Regions from separate parts of the Bombyx mori genome. Here region 1 is linked to region 2. The links are chromatin contacts, called in public Hi-C maps. All regions are on one chromosome and are shown on one strand. The core of a region is the stretch at or near the end of the contact, and the rest is flanking DNA. Distances in the headings are between cores, read along the strand shown. Region 1 overlaps LOC101736853 (zinc finger protein ush). Region 2 overlaps LOC101736853 (zinc finger protein ush).

Evidence for each region. A called contact is a pair of places that touch in the nucleus more often than the background predicts.
Region 1: a Hi-C map of midgut shows a contact between it and region 2, with 1.5 times the contacts expected there. The contact joins two enhancer-like sites. A contact is called at or near these places in 2 of 7 Hi-C or Micro-C datasets (midgut and whole pupa).

What each region holds. Positions count from the first base shown.
Region 1 is chr4:2,199,564-2,206,926 of ASM3026992v2, reverse strand. All of the region lies in intron 1 of LOC101736853 (zinc finger protein ush), which reads left to right. Among protein-coding and RNA genes, the nearest start is that of LOC101736853, 51 kb to the left of the region's middle. Within about 2 kb of position 3,301, at least 7 of the 8 cell types and tissues checked have open chromatin away from gene starts, as enhancers often do.
Region 2 is chr4:2,143,046-2,150,391 of ASM3026992v2, reverse strand. All of the region lies in intron 1 of LOC101736853 (zinc finger protein ush), which reads left to right. Among protein-coding and RNA genes, the nearest start is that of LOC134198730, 9.1 kb to the right of the region's middle. Within about 2 kb of position 4,186, at least 3 of the 8 cell types and tissues checked have open chromatin away from gene starts, as enhancers often do.

The sequences.
Region 1 (7,363 bases), core at 2,052-4,551, 57 kb before region 2:
TCGAATGATTGATAAGGAGATGTTTTATTTAAATAGGCAACCTTTTTTTCGAATACAATAGTGGAATGTTTTTTTAGCCTGAAGGTACTAGATCGGTTAGAATATCGTTTGATAGGTTTATCTTAGCGTTACATCTATGGCTGCTTCCGTATCGCGTTCCTGAGTGTTGAGGAATATATTATTTTGTGGTTTACTATCTGTCAATAAATCTGTGGTCAAGTGTTGGAAAAACAAGGCTGTTTGGAATGTATGCCTTTTGTCTATTATCGAGAAAACAAGTGTGAGTTTTGTTATGAGAGTCCGGGGCTAATTTCTCGTCGGAGTGAGTATGAGTATGGGCAATTTTTGTAGGAAACGCGATGTGTAATGTGGTTTTTGGAATTGTTTTATTGTGTCAATTTAGTGTTTCTTTAGGTTTAACCATGTAATAACGGTGGTTTATGAACTGTTTAATATCTGCGAAAATACACAAACGTGGGAAAATGAACCAAAGCTGCTGGACGAAGCTACTCGGGTTCTTCCAAAAAGTTAACTGAAAAAGTCTCAGTATTGTTTTTTATTGCCTTCCTAGGCATATAAATATACGACCCACCTGATGGTAATTGGTTATCGTCGCCCATGGACGTCAACAGAGCTAAGCGGCTGTCTATCATTGAGTACTCGTTTAAGCCTTGTTTGAAAAAGGACATGTCATAGCGCTCGGGAAATCTGGATGGTACGTAAAAAAAATATAACCATCATTTAACTTTTTACATTTGACTTTATTTTATACTATTTCACCTTGTTTTATTTCAATTCATACTAATTGATTATAATCATTTTTATATAATTATTTGAGATTGTAATAAAGTAATTTCATTTAATTTCCCTTCATATCATTTTTCAAATGATTTTTGATTAATATGTAGGTGAAGAATATTTATGCAAATATCTATTACCAAGATACTCCTCCCGTTACATTATGTTACTAGTTAAGTAATCGGAAGCCTTCGTATATATTAAATTTGTTATTCAGTAATCTAATAAAAGATCGTAAACAAATTTTGAGCCTTCTGAACCAATTTAACAAAACTGTATTGTGTTTATTTAAACGCCAGACCTCAACTCAAGTTTATTTGTAGCTCGGATCGATGTTTGATTTCGTATAATTTATCGATTTTGTAACGATCGTGACTATCTCGTGATTAATCGATTTTAGTTTGTATCGTGATAATGTTCAATCTATTTGTACCAAGCTTGTTTACTACATCTGGTAATCAAAGCTGCAAGGTCCGTTATTCGTTAAGCCTTAACGATAAGTACAATAGATCTATATTTGGTTATTATGTTTTTGATATTTTTATTTCGAGAAGTTCTCTTAGTAATTGGCCTTATATGGGCAAGATATTGTGACATTGAAGAAGGGAAATATGCAGATATTACTATCAAGATAATTAATATAAAGTATCTCGTATGTCGTATCACTCTTGTCAGAGCGGTCGTGGTCGTCATCCAGCATCATTGTTGTGGGCAGATTTTATGCGCCTCACTACCAATCGCTACTCCTCCCGGTTTGTGGCGAGCCTGGTACACTCATGCAAACAGCCACCAACTGCCGACTTGATCTGGTCGTTCCATCGCATGGGCACCCTTCCACGCGGTCTGGTGCCGACTGGTGGTATGCGACATGCGTCCATGCACGAGCGCCGAAAGACGTTGCTTAATGCCGAGTTCCCGAAGAATGGAGATATTGGTGCGAAGTTCGGTCCATGAAATACCAAGCATTCTTCTCCAGCACCACATCTCCAGATAAAATAATATAAAGTGTAGAGATATGTAAATACAGTCAAAACCGTTTACTGCGACATCGTTTAATACAACATACCGGTTATAATAACCAAGAACAAAGGTCCCGACTGAATGCCATATGACCGCCTTATTAAAAATATTGCTTTCTACGACATTGGTAATAACGACATACCTCATAAAACGACCACATTTAACTAATATTTCGGAAAATTAGATCTGTTAGAACGACCGGCTAAGCTGTATTGTAAACAATTTGAATAGGTATCCACATTTGTCTTCAATGGCTATTAAAATCAGGAAAGAAAACAATAGGATTTAGTTTAGTGTAGGGTCTTTTCTAATTCTTAGAAACAAAACACGTGCATGCGGTAGCCAAGCCCGCTTCTTCTTAACTCTTCAGTTAGTTTGTTACTTATCTATATACACAAGACGCACCAAAACTTTGTGGAGTTATTCGTGAAACTTTCAAAATGTCGCAAAGAAAAAGAAAACAAATTAATATTGAAGAAAAATCGCGTATTATGTAAATATATTTTTCCAATAATTCCCTATCGATTTGTTTGTACTTGCACGATACACATTAAACATCACCGGTTGTTACGACTATCGGTTTTTACGACTGAATATGAGCAGTCCCTTCGATGTCGTTATAACAGATTTTGACTGTACTTACAATGGTGAATAAAGGCTGCTGATCAGTACTAGATGAAATCAGTATAATCAATTAAAATTGAGGCTGTTGGAAGTGATGTTGAGAAACTATTTTCGAATAAAATGAAAACTATATATTGATATTGTCGTTAATGTCAATATTGCAGAATAAATTCTATCAAGTACGCCATTTTTGTAAAAATCAGAAAAACAATTATAAACCAAATTATTAATATATATTCTGTGGTAATTATTTTTTGTTGCAAACAAAAAAACAGATACGAGTGTCATCTTTTAAAAAAAAAATATAAATGACAAATTGAACTTGACTGAAGATCGTTTTTATCAAAGCAGGGCACTTCATTATTTAATTTCTTTGCCAAACTGAATCTCACAATGCAATACAAAAATATGTACGTACAAAAAAAAACCGATTGAGTACCTACCTGTTGGCAAACGCTCACGATCGCTATGCCGGACCCCGCAATCTCGGCATCGGTAATTTGGTAATAAAATGAAAATACGTTTCTTACCTTATCTAAAATCCGCTCTATATAACATCTTTCGCTATATAAACATTGTAATAAATCTTTTAAGGTTATAACCACGTGACATGTGCTAGCAGAAATCATCCATATAGACCTGACACTGTACTGCTAGTTACATTGCGAATCGTGAACATTGAACTGAGTGCAGCCTTAGGCAGTAAGGTTCGATTTCCTTTGAAGCATCAGCAAAGTTACGTAGTTTTCGCGGCACTTTAAAAGTTCGCATGGCTGCAAATTTAATTTTGTTTAATAAGCTTCTCTCGGTTGTTACGTTGTAAAATGCGCTTTATTTGTTCGTGGTGAGATTGTATTTAGTTTGAGAATTGAGTGTTGTATCGCCATGGATGCATCGTTCGCGATGCGTTTTACGATACGCGCCCCGCCCCTACGAGTTTTTTCGTGGTTTCTGCTAAGTAACAATGGCTCGATAACTAAATAACGAGAGATCCATCAGACGATGTGAGAACAATGTGTTTTTATTTTGATCGACGAGCTCAATACGTTCTAAAGTAAGCAAGGGGAATATTGCTTTAAGAACTTACATTGATATCGGAGTACTGGATTGGATATTGTGGTTTTGAAAGGTTTTCATAATATGTATTCGACTATATTCTTTAAGTAATAGGTGTAATTTATAGCCGTGAAAGTTTAAAAACAATTTCTTTTCGAATTGGATATTGTCTTTTTTAATTGAATTTAAACGCCTGTGTTTTTTGTCATTGTAATTTCAACTATACTTAGTCTGGCCATAAATACTGTTACAATTAAAAATAAACAAAATATTACATTTGAATTTGGAATCTGTCATTTTTATATGATTGCTCATTGAGTTTTCTCATTTTGGCGCCAATACATTGTACAATATTTTGCGATATTAAAATGGAGTGGGGTGATGAAGAGAACCGAATCGCTGTGATTGCATTACACAAAGTAGGCATGGAGCCAAATTTTTAGAACAATAGCAATTTTTAAAACTCTCCATACGCTTGGTATTAGTAAAATGTTTGTGTACCGAGCTATTATTAGGTGCAATGAGACCTCCTCTGTTTGTGACAGAAAAAGATCTGGCCGTCCACGTAGTGTTCGTACGAAAAAGGTGGTCAAAGTAGTAAGGGAAAGAATTCAAAGAAATCCTGTCCGAAAGCAAAAGATTTTATCTCGGAAGATGAAGATAGCACCTAGAACCATGTCGCGTATTTTAAAAGATGACTTAGGACTTGCAGCCTATAAGAGACGTACTGGTCATTTCTTAACTGATAATTTAAAAGAGAATAGGGTGGTAAAATCGAAACAACTACTGAAGCGGTACGCAAAGGGATGTCATAGAAAAATTTTGATTAGGAATGAGAATTTTTTTACAATTGAGCAACCTTTTAACAAACAAAATGACCGTATTTATGCTCAAAGGTCTAAGGAAGCTTCCCAATTAGTCGACAGAGTGCAACGTGGGCACTATCCGACTTCAGTGATGGTTTGGTGGGGTATTAGCTACGAAAGAGCGACTGGGCCATACTTTTGTGAAAAAGGTATCAAAACATCGGCACAAGTGTATCAAGATACCATTCTTGAGAAAGTAGTGAAGCCCCTTAACAACACCATGTTCAATAATCAAGAATGGTCCTTTCATCAAGACTCGGCGCCAGGTCATAAAGCTCGGTCTACGCAGTCTTTTTTTTTTTTTTTACTTAACAATCACGCCTCGTTAACTGGTCCCGTGATAAGTTCGTAAAGAACTTGTGTTACAGGTACCAGATAACGGATATAAATGTAAGATTTTTATTATACACATACATATATTTTTAATATACATCCATAACCCTGGAAAAGACATTTATATTTATCATACAAATATCTTCCCTTAGCGGGATTCGAACCCGCGACCCCCTTGTGTAGTGACCATGTCACTTACCACTACACCAGACGGCCGTTGCTAAATATATTAGATATATTTAGCAGAGCAAATAATGTTTAAGTTTTCTTTTTCCCTTACCTGATCGGTGGTAGCCTGAGGGACTATTCCAGCTACGCTCGGGCTGATAGGTGGGTCTACGGGATCAGCATCAGAGAATTTGTAACACTGCCTCGCAGAATCTACCACCGGATCGGAATCGCGAACCACCAAGAAAATCCAGCGAGAAACTATGTGCTTTGTGTCTATGGGCTAGTAACTAGCTCAAGCTTCACAAATTACTAACGCGTCCACTTCAAAACCTATTTATCGCTACAATAGCGTTCCAGTCGCATAAAGCGGTAAACAAGGAAAACACAAATTTAAATTTAGCGTTACACTTAACTGATGCACGCGTTATTTAACATTATCGCTCGTTAATTGTTAGTTTATAACAAATAAACAGTCTGCGCGTTTTCCTCTATTTATCGCTGAAACCGTTCTTAGAGGTACCACTGAATTCTGTACGCTTGTGATTCATTCGTTTCGATTTATTTAATTCATTTAGAGCATAGGTATACTTAATTCCAAATATATCTATATACTAGCTGTACCCGTCCGCTTCGCTGGGCATTTAAAATTAACATTATTATTTCTCACCCTCACAAAGATTCTCATCATTAACGCCCCCGCAACTGGTGTAGGAAGTCCAACACTCATATAAATATCAGCCTATCCATTAAGTACATGTATTTTCTACACGGATACCAAGTTTCAAGTCAATCGGATGCACGGTTCAGTAGTTATAACGGAACATCCGTAAAAACCACTGTAGATTTATATATTAATATAGATTAGATTAGTAGTAGATAGTATAGTATAGATAGATTAAAAAAATCATTACACACACTATCATGTATTTGACACACACACGCAGGCATACTATTTGTTTATTGTCAAACCTTTTTTATTGCTAATAGTTTCTGCTCAAATTGAGAATAGATTAAATATTGTTTGTCTCTACTAATATTTGTCTAAAGTGTAGTCTCGGCGAAATCTGCGATTATAGAAGTATAATAGTCTTTGACATAGACATTTGACATTGAAATAGTGTACAAACCTATAATTTCATTAATTATAGTTGAATTTCGACTACCAGGGTACCACTTAATACATTTATTAAGCATAACATAATATGCATATGCTATGTTCAGATCTCATTAGTTACGTCTGACCGTTCTACCGGGTCCTGGTAATAAAACTGAATTTTCACAAACGAAATCAATAGGGATAAGTTTGTAAATAAAATAGTGAAAACATTAGTACTTATCCGAGCATAAGGTGATCGGAGTCAGCTACTTATGTCTTTTAACGATCAAACAGATCTAACAATTAAGCCATTAAAATATTTCGTTCCCCAAGCTTCCGATTTCTTTAATTCAACATGCATCTCCAGTAGAGATGTTTATTTGCTTTTTTGTATTCCCTCGCGTGTTTAATGCACATAAGATTTCCTTTGGCGTGATAATTGTCTCGCCGGGGTGCTTCAGGGCTGCTCTTCGGATGGCCACTTTAAATAGTTTATGGCGCGTATTTCTTAAATTCCCGCTGATTTACTGAATTATTTCAATGTTTACGGGAACAGAAGGATTGTTTTTTTTGGGAATTTGTGTCTTGTGTCTGTTTTCATTTACTAATTTACTTTCCTGTCGTGTCTTTGTGTTCGTATTTCAGTTTTTTGTTAGTTATTATTATGTCAAATGGCTCTTTTCATAAACGTGTCAACAAATTTATTTGACAATTACTTTCTAAATTAAAGGCTCCACCAAGGTTTATATGATTTGTATTTCGATAAAAATAATAATTACTATATTTCGAAATACGAATAAACTACCGAAGAATTAATTAGCTTGGAATTATTGTAAAGTTGTTTAGGTTAGTTAAGAAGCGCCATCTACTGGAAAAATGTCACAACCCCTACTCTATTCAAATGCTTAGTTACGTTAACATGAATTTAGTTTATCATTTCAATTCAATAAGTAACAATTAAATGTGTACAAAAAACATAGTTAATATTCATTAAAAAACTATGTGGCCATACATATGTGGCCATTTAGCGTAGAGTTTAATATATAGATAATAAAAAAAATACAAACATATGTAAAGAGGTTATGGCGATATATTCCGTTAAAATATGAGGAAAGGATCACAATATAATTGCAGAAAAACCGAAATCGGGGTGACTCTTGACCATTCTCAAACCTGCAAGCGAAGTGTTGTGTTGTTTCTATGGAAGCCCACTGAGTTGTTCGCTTGATTTTCTCAGCGGCTTGTGATTCTCATCCGGTGATAGATTCTGCGAAGCACTGCTCGTGATAGGGCTAGAGTTAGCTAATTATCTCAGGATGAGCCCGTCAGCATAGCTGAAATATCCTCTTAGTCTACCAGCGAATAGTTGGGGGAAAAAAAGTTCGATGCGCACATCCCT
Region 2 (7,346 bases), core at 2,937-5,436:
TCGGGATTAGCGGAGCGATGATATCGAAGGCGAGATTATCGACTAACGCGTCAAGCCGCCTGCCATTCGGGGTTGTGGTGTGTGAGTTCCACCTAATGTGTTTACAATTTAGGTCGCCCGCCAGAATGACAGAGCTCCCTATGCCGAGCAGCGCCTCGATATCACTGCTTAGAACGATCTTATCCGGTGGAAGATAAACGGACGCGATAACGATCGGCGCGTGTCCCGTCAGTGAGATTCGGCACACTGATGCTTCGATATTAGCGAGCGCGGGAGGATCGAGTGGGACGCAATGCAGGGCTCTTCTATAGTAAATGACGGTACCACCACCACGAGCAGAGAGCCTGTCGTTCCTGACCATGTTATAGTTGGCGATTTTAGGGTCACGGCGCGCGGGCTTAAGTAGGGTCTCCTGCACTAAAAAGATATCAATTTGATGGTCACGCAAAAAGTCAGAAACCTGATCACGCTGATTTGCGAGACCGTAAGCGTTAAAAAATCCTATCGTTACGGATAGGGGCTTTATTCTACTTATATACGCCATTGATTACCGGCGGAGTGAGGGGAGGACGTACGTATTTAATGACGCGTATACGTCGGCGTATTCTTGCACAACGGCGATAAAGTGTTGTGCAGTGGAGGCAGAGCGAATGGCGTCGCCCAAAGCGTTAACGCGCTCAAAGTTGATCGACTGAAAGAAGTCGATCGCTAAAGCGAGATTGTCGGACGCGGTCGGAGGGCAAGTCGCGGGAGAGGGACGAGTCGCGGGGGCGGGACGAATCGCGGAGGAGGGAGTTGTAGCCGTGTTCATGTACGGCAGCGGTTTCGCCCAGGCCGAGACACTGGGCACCGGTGCCGGAACGAACGCTGGCTTAGCCTGCGACACAGAGGGTGCCGAGGCTTTGATGTCTGGGCCGGAAGCTCGGAGGCGGTTTTGGCGGGCGACGCGGCGATTTATTTTCGGGGCTCGGGGGCATCCGCGGTAATTTGCGGGGTGACCCTGTGTTCGACACAGGACGCAGCTAGGCGGTTCTGTCGCGGTTTTTTGATCGCGAGTGCATAGGGCCGTGGCGTGATCGCCTAAGCACTTGACGCATCGGGAGCGCGCGTGACAGTTACGGGAAGAATGCCCGTATAATTGGCAGTTATGGCACTGGCTAGGTGTGCCTTTCTTGTGTGGGGTTTCGACTGCGATTCCGGAAAGGCTACAGACCGTTCGGATGTTGAATATTTGCTTACCCTCGGGGGTAGGCTGGAGGGCGACGAGAACCATATTATATGGCTCCCTTCCGCGGCCTGTGTGCATGCGGTGTACGGAGTTAACCGGTAGGCCTTGTTCGAGAAGGTCGGCCTTGACGAGCTCGGCATCCAACTCTTTAGGGATGCCACGTATAACGGCACGGAGTTCGCGCTCCTCCTGGAGCGTATATGTGTGGAAACTTATACGCTCCTTACGGAGGTAAGAAGAGAGGGCCCTATGGTCGTCGGATGTTCGAACCTTAATTTGAATGCCGTTCGCGAGGTTACGGGCATTCGTAAAATTGATATTTTTGGCCTTAAGGGCCAGGGAAACTCGTTCCCAAGCTGCCTTCTCTTGAAGGATTACCGGGGGAGGGGTCTGGGCTTTATTTTGTGCCACCGGACGCGGCGACGGAGTGGCACGGGCTGGAGGCGCAACGGGAGTCTGAGGGCGGGGGCGCGACGCGTTCGCGGCTTTGCTAATTTTAGCGGCCGCGGGAGCTCGAGACTCCGCGGCACGCTTCTTACCCTTTTGCACTAGGGTGAATCCATCCGTCGATGAGGCGGGAGCGAGGTCGACCTCCATCTCCGAGTCAGAGTCGGAGGACGAGGAGGCGGGCGCAGGTGACCTACGAGTAGGTGTTTTGGACGGCGCGACGGAGGCCGCGGATGATCGCGCTGCTGGAACGGTGACCACGGCGGACGACGCAGCAGTTTTACTCGCCAGTATAGGCGACGCGGGAACGGCAGGCACGACGGAGGCTGCGGTGCTCGATGCAGAAGCTTTGCACGCAGGTACAGGCGACGCAGGAGCAGCGAGCTCGGTGGAGTCCACGAGAGGGCTCGCAGTGTGATCGGCCTTGAAGGCCTGAAACTCGGAAGTGAGCTTTGGGTAGCGAAGCCGGAGAAATTCCGCAAATACAGCGTCCATGATGTCTACGTGCCCAGGTGGGGCTACCCTGGGTCTTAGAAAACACTCGCCTTGCGGCGAGGCCCCAACTTCTCGGACCTGAGCGGTTCTATTGAACACAGGTGGCGATGCGGCACGATTACTGCAGGACAAAGAAAAATCACAACAAAACGGAAATAACAAAAAGAAACAAAACAATTAAACACTTCCAGGAAGACAGTTTGTCGGCAGATGTACCACGAACACAGAAATAACAAAAGGAAACCAAACAAATAAAAACTTCCAGGAAAAACACTTGGTCGGCAGATGTACCACGAACACAGGCCGCGCGAACAATGGCCGGGCTAACAAAAGCCGGGCGAACAAAGGCCGGGCGATCGAGTGGTCGATGAGCACGTCCGCGCGTGACGGGTGCCTCTATCGGAATGATTGTAGCTTGAATTACGCCGGTATTTTTAAGTTTTGTTAAAGTAAGCAAAGGCTTACTAAGATTCTCGAAAACGCAAAAGATCCCACTCCAAGACATGTTATGTCTACGTAACTCAACCCAGAAATTCCTTGCAACACAAGCAGGTGTTCATAACAATTCGTATTCTCAAACAGCGACATACATACGTGGTAACAGTTCGTCGAATTACAGTATTTCTTAGGAAACTTCTAAGGATTTGTTTTTATGATTCTTCTTTTTCATATGAGCATAGCATTTCAGTCGTGGTATTACAAAATACAGAATCCTAATGCATATATCGATGACGGGTGAAATACTATTTTGGTTTAAGCGACATTTTTGCAACTTTACAAGGAGAGCTTGAATTCGAGAAGCTAATGGTGATAGGTAAGGTGAACGGAAGAAGACCACGAGGTAGAGTTCCGACACGTTGGACTGACCAGATCCGCACTACCCTCGACACCACAGCTTACGATGCTCTACACTCGGCGGCAGATAGAGGCAAATGGCGTGGAATGGTCCGTAATAAGTTCTTGTTGCGAGGAGGTGGTCACGACCCTCAGTATTGAGGAAACCGAAGCAAGAAGAAGAACAAGGAGAGCCTGACAATTGACTGACAACTCAGACTTCGGCTTAATTCAAAGTATCGGTGATATTCACGTTTTGACATCCAATGCCGTCGATAGCCGTTGAACAATTGACCGTATACTAGACATAACACAAAATGTATAACATGTTTACGACTTGAGTATATTGACCGGCATTAATTTATTTAACTGACACACATACTCGTACAGCTACGAACGAAAATGATTTTTCTTTATTGTCATTGCTACATTGAAATATTAATTACAAGTGAAATATTAATTACAAGTGAAATAATAATTATAAGTGAAATATCAATTACAAGTGAAATATACAGAATAATCCATACAGAAACGAGCTGTTCGGATGGTCGATAGTCCTGCTCTGGCGGATCGCTTGGAACCTCTGGGTCTACGGAGGGACTTCGGTTCTCTCTGTGTTTTATACCGTATGGTCCATGGGGAATGCTCTGAGGAATTATTCGAGATGATCCCCTCATCTCCTTTTTATCATCGTACCTCTCGCCATCGGAGCAGAGTTCATCCATATTATCTAGAACTGTTCATCGACAGTGCGTTTCCAAAGATCTTTTTTGCCACGCCCATCCGGCTTTGGAATGAACTCCCCTCCACGGTGTTTTCGGAGCGCTATAACATGTCCTTCTTCAAACGAGGCTTGCGGAGCGTACTTTATGGTAGGCAGCGGCTTGGCTCTGTCCCTGGCACTGCTGACGTCTATGAGCGACAGTGACCACTTACCATCAGGTGGGCCGTATGTTCGTCTGCATACAAAGGCAATAAAAAAGAAAGTGAACTTTTAATTACAAGTAAACTATTAATTACAAGTGAAATATTAATTACAAGTGAAATAGAAAGCAAGCGACTCACTTATTTGTTCATATACCACTGGGTCCTCGTCTTTTGAGTCGTGCGATCAGTGATCGAGACTATATTAGGTCAACTGGCGTCGTATAAAAATAATTATTCGCTTAGCATTATCAATGTCGTTTCCTGTTTTCTACGTCTAGATAGAGCGGTCGATTGCATCGAGCACGGCTAATTAGGCTTATCGTACACCAATTATTTATTAGCTGCGCTTATCTGGTCCGCCATTGTTTTAGGTTTGTGGCCGCGACACATTGTCTATTCGTTTGTTAAGTTATAATAACATGATTGATGTCGTGTCTGAAAATAATATGTGGTATTATTTGTTGTTTGTTTAAAGTTATTATTATTTATTTTTATTGCTTAGATGGGTGGACGAGCTCACATCGCACCTGGTGTTAAGTGGTTACTGGAGCCCATAGACATCTACAACGTAAATGCGCCACCCACCTCTAGATATAAGTTCTAAGATCTCAGTATAGTTACAACGGCTGCCCCAGCCTTAAAACAGAAACTCATTACTGCTTCACGGCAGAAATAAGCAGGGTGGTGGTACCTACCCGCACGGACTCACAAGTGGTCCCACCACCAGTAAAACTGAAAAATATTACAGTAAGTATTAACTAAAAATATTTATATTAGTAGTAGAAGAAATAGAGATGGAGAAGAACTTCGTAACTGGTATATTTACTCATGAGAGGACGTATGCACGGATAGACACTCAATCATAAATATGACACTTTATATATAATTACTTCTAGTGTGGCAACATTCATTGTTGCAGTTGTACAAAATTTTCTGGTCGTACTTAGCATGTGTGCTGTATTTTGTATAAGAGAGAATTAAAAATCTTACTTTCTAAATCAAGTTATATTGAAGCTAGCACAAAATACAGTCTGCACCCGATACACTTGCTCGGTTACGCTGGCATAGCCTCTCAAGGCTACCAGCTTAGGTAGGAAAAAAAAAGCCGGAACATGTGTGTCAAAATATGTCATATATCATTTACGTAGTGACGTCTGTAGGCTCTAATAACTACCAGTGCTACTAACTTCTGCATACTTCCATTATTAGTACCTGAAACTAAAGAAAGTTTGAGGTATCGCAATTTTCTTTCCCGCGACCACCTACAGTTCAGCCGTATCACAACAAAGTTATTATATTTGTTAGTAAGTGGTAGTAGTATTACTACCAGAACTGAACACATAAAGATAACCCCTACTATAAGTACTATTAAGACAAAACGAGACTCGAAATACCCTTAAGTGTTTTTTTTTATTTTTTTAAATTGCTTAGATGGGTGGGTGAACTCACTGCCCACCTGGTGTTAAGTGGTTACCGGAGCCCATAGACATCTAGAATGTACACAGTTTTACAGCATAACGGCTGCCTCACCATTCAAACCGAAACGCATTACTGCTTTAAGACAGAAACAGACAGGGCGGTGGTATCTGGTACCCGTGCGAACTCACAAGACGTCCGACCACCAGTAAAGTGTTTGCATGTCAGTCGAATATATTTCCAAAATTTGAAATACCAACAATACTGGTAGTAAGTTAGTACTGTTAGTAGACGTATATTAGTTAGTAATTGCAGACTGACTTAAAGTTTGAGATCGCTCCACGTATTTTTAAGATCGACTAAACCACAGCAATCCATAAATCTATTCTATCTATCTATCTATATATATAAAAATGAATTGTTGTTCGTTAGTCTCGCTAAAACTCGAGAACGGCTGGACCGATTTGGCTAATTTTGGTCTTGAATTATTTGTGGAGGTCCAGAGAAGGTTTAAAAGGTTAGGATAAATATGAAAACGTGCGGAATTAAATAAAAATAATAATTTTGCTTTACCTTTGATGTGTCCCCCGTCGGACGGATTCCTTTTGTTTGTTTTAAGTTTATTTTATACAAAAGTTTAGGTATTTTATTTATCGATTGAGGCACTACGAAGTCTGCCGGGTCAGCTAGTCTAAAATAATTTACATACAAATCGAAACGCAATGAAACGTTTTCATTTCGCGAAAACATCGCAGCGATTTCACGAAAACTTATACATTAATTGTTGCAATATTAATCTAAGCATCGCGTCTACTGCAGTAATTAGTGTCGCAAGTGAAGGCCTAAGTTTTATTCCAGTTTTCATGTTTGAATTTAGTGCACGCGATGTCGGACGGCCGGTGCTACCGTGTGTCACACAGTTCAGGAAAACTTAACATCGTATGCACTTAACGATTGTTAGGAAAACCTTGTTTTTTCCTTGTTCGAATGAATTCTTTGACATACGTTCAGAAATTTATATATATATTAGATTTAAAAAATATTTAAATTTAATTCTGCGGAAAGGTTAACAACAGATAAATCGGTTGTCTTTGTCCCAATTTGGCTTGATGCTACCATCATCATCATCATAATCGGTTGCTCTTGGCAGAGCAATCGTGGTCATGTGGCATTCTTGCTCATTAAAGCCTTAACAGATGTTTTTCACAGTTTGCGAACCGAGGCCCGGCGCACACACTCGTTAAGTGGGGTTTCAGTAAGGTCTTTCACCTGATCAGTCCAACGCATGGGGATTCGTCCACGAGTTGATGCTACCAAGTACCTTAATTACGTAATACGTCAAAATGCATATCGGATTATAACAGATTACATGTTATTGATGTTCAATAAGAAAACCAAGCACAATTTCGAATAATACTTTGAAATTTTTTCTTATATATATTGAAAAGTTCTACGGAACTGCAATGAAAAAGGCCTTACGCCTTTATTTTCAAAATTTTATTCTAATTTATTTTGTTTATTTAGTGGATACGCAACAGTCTAGGTATGGCTTATTTAAAATGTGGACACCGTCGCTCAGCTTGACCCGAGACATGTGAGTTTCAAACGTTTCAAAACGCGTATGCTTCAAACATTCAACAATTATTATGGATTGGTTTAGTGCAGAAATACGCAGCACATGCTTGTTTTTAGCGCCATTTTTTGGTTTACGCTATAACCTCTGTAAATAAAAGAGCATATCATCCATCTGATAGTATGTATTCAAAGTTGCTCATGGAAATCAACATTGCCTGGAGCACGGCCAATAGGCTGCCTATTGAATGACTATTGAGTTTACGCCTGCCTATTTAATCCCAGAAACAACACGCCAACATGTATACTGGCCGAAATTCGGAAACGTTACGCTAATTGCCATTTGTAGCTATTCCAAAAAATAAAACCTAGACAACTTAAATGCCAGTTTACGGCCATCAATTGTCCGGGGCAAACGTTAAAACAA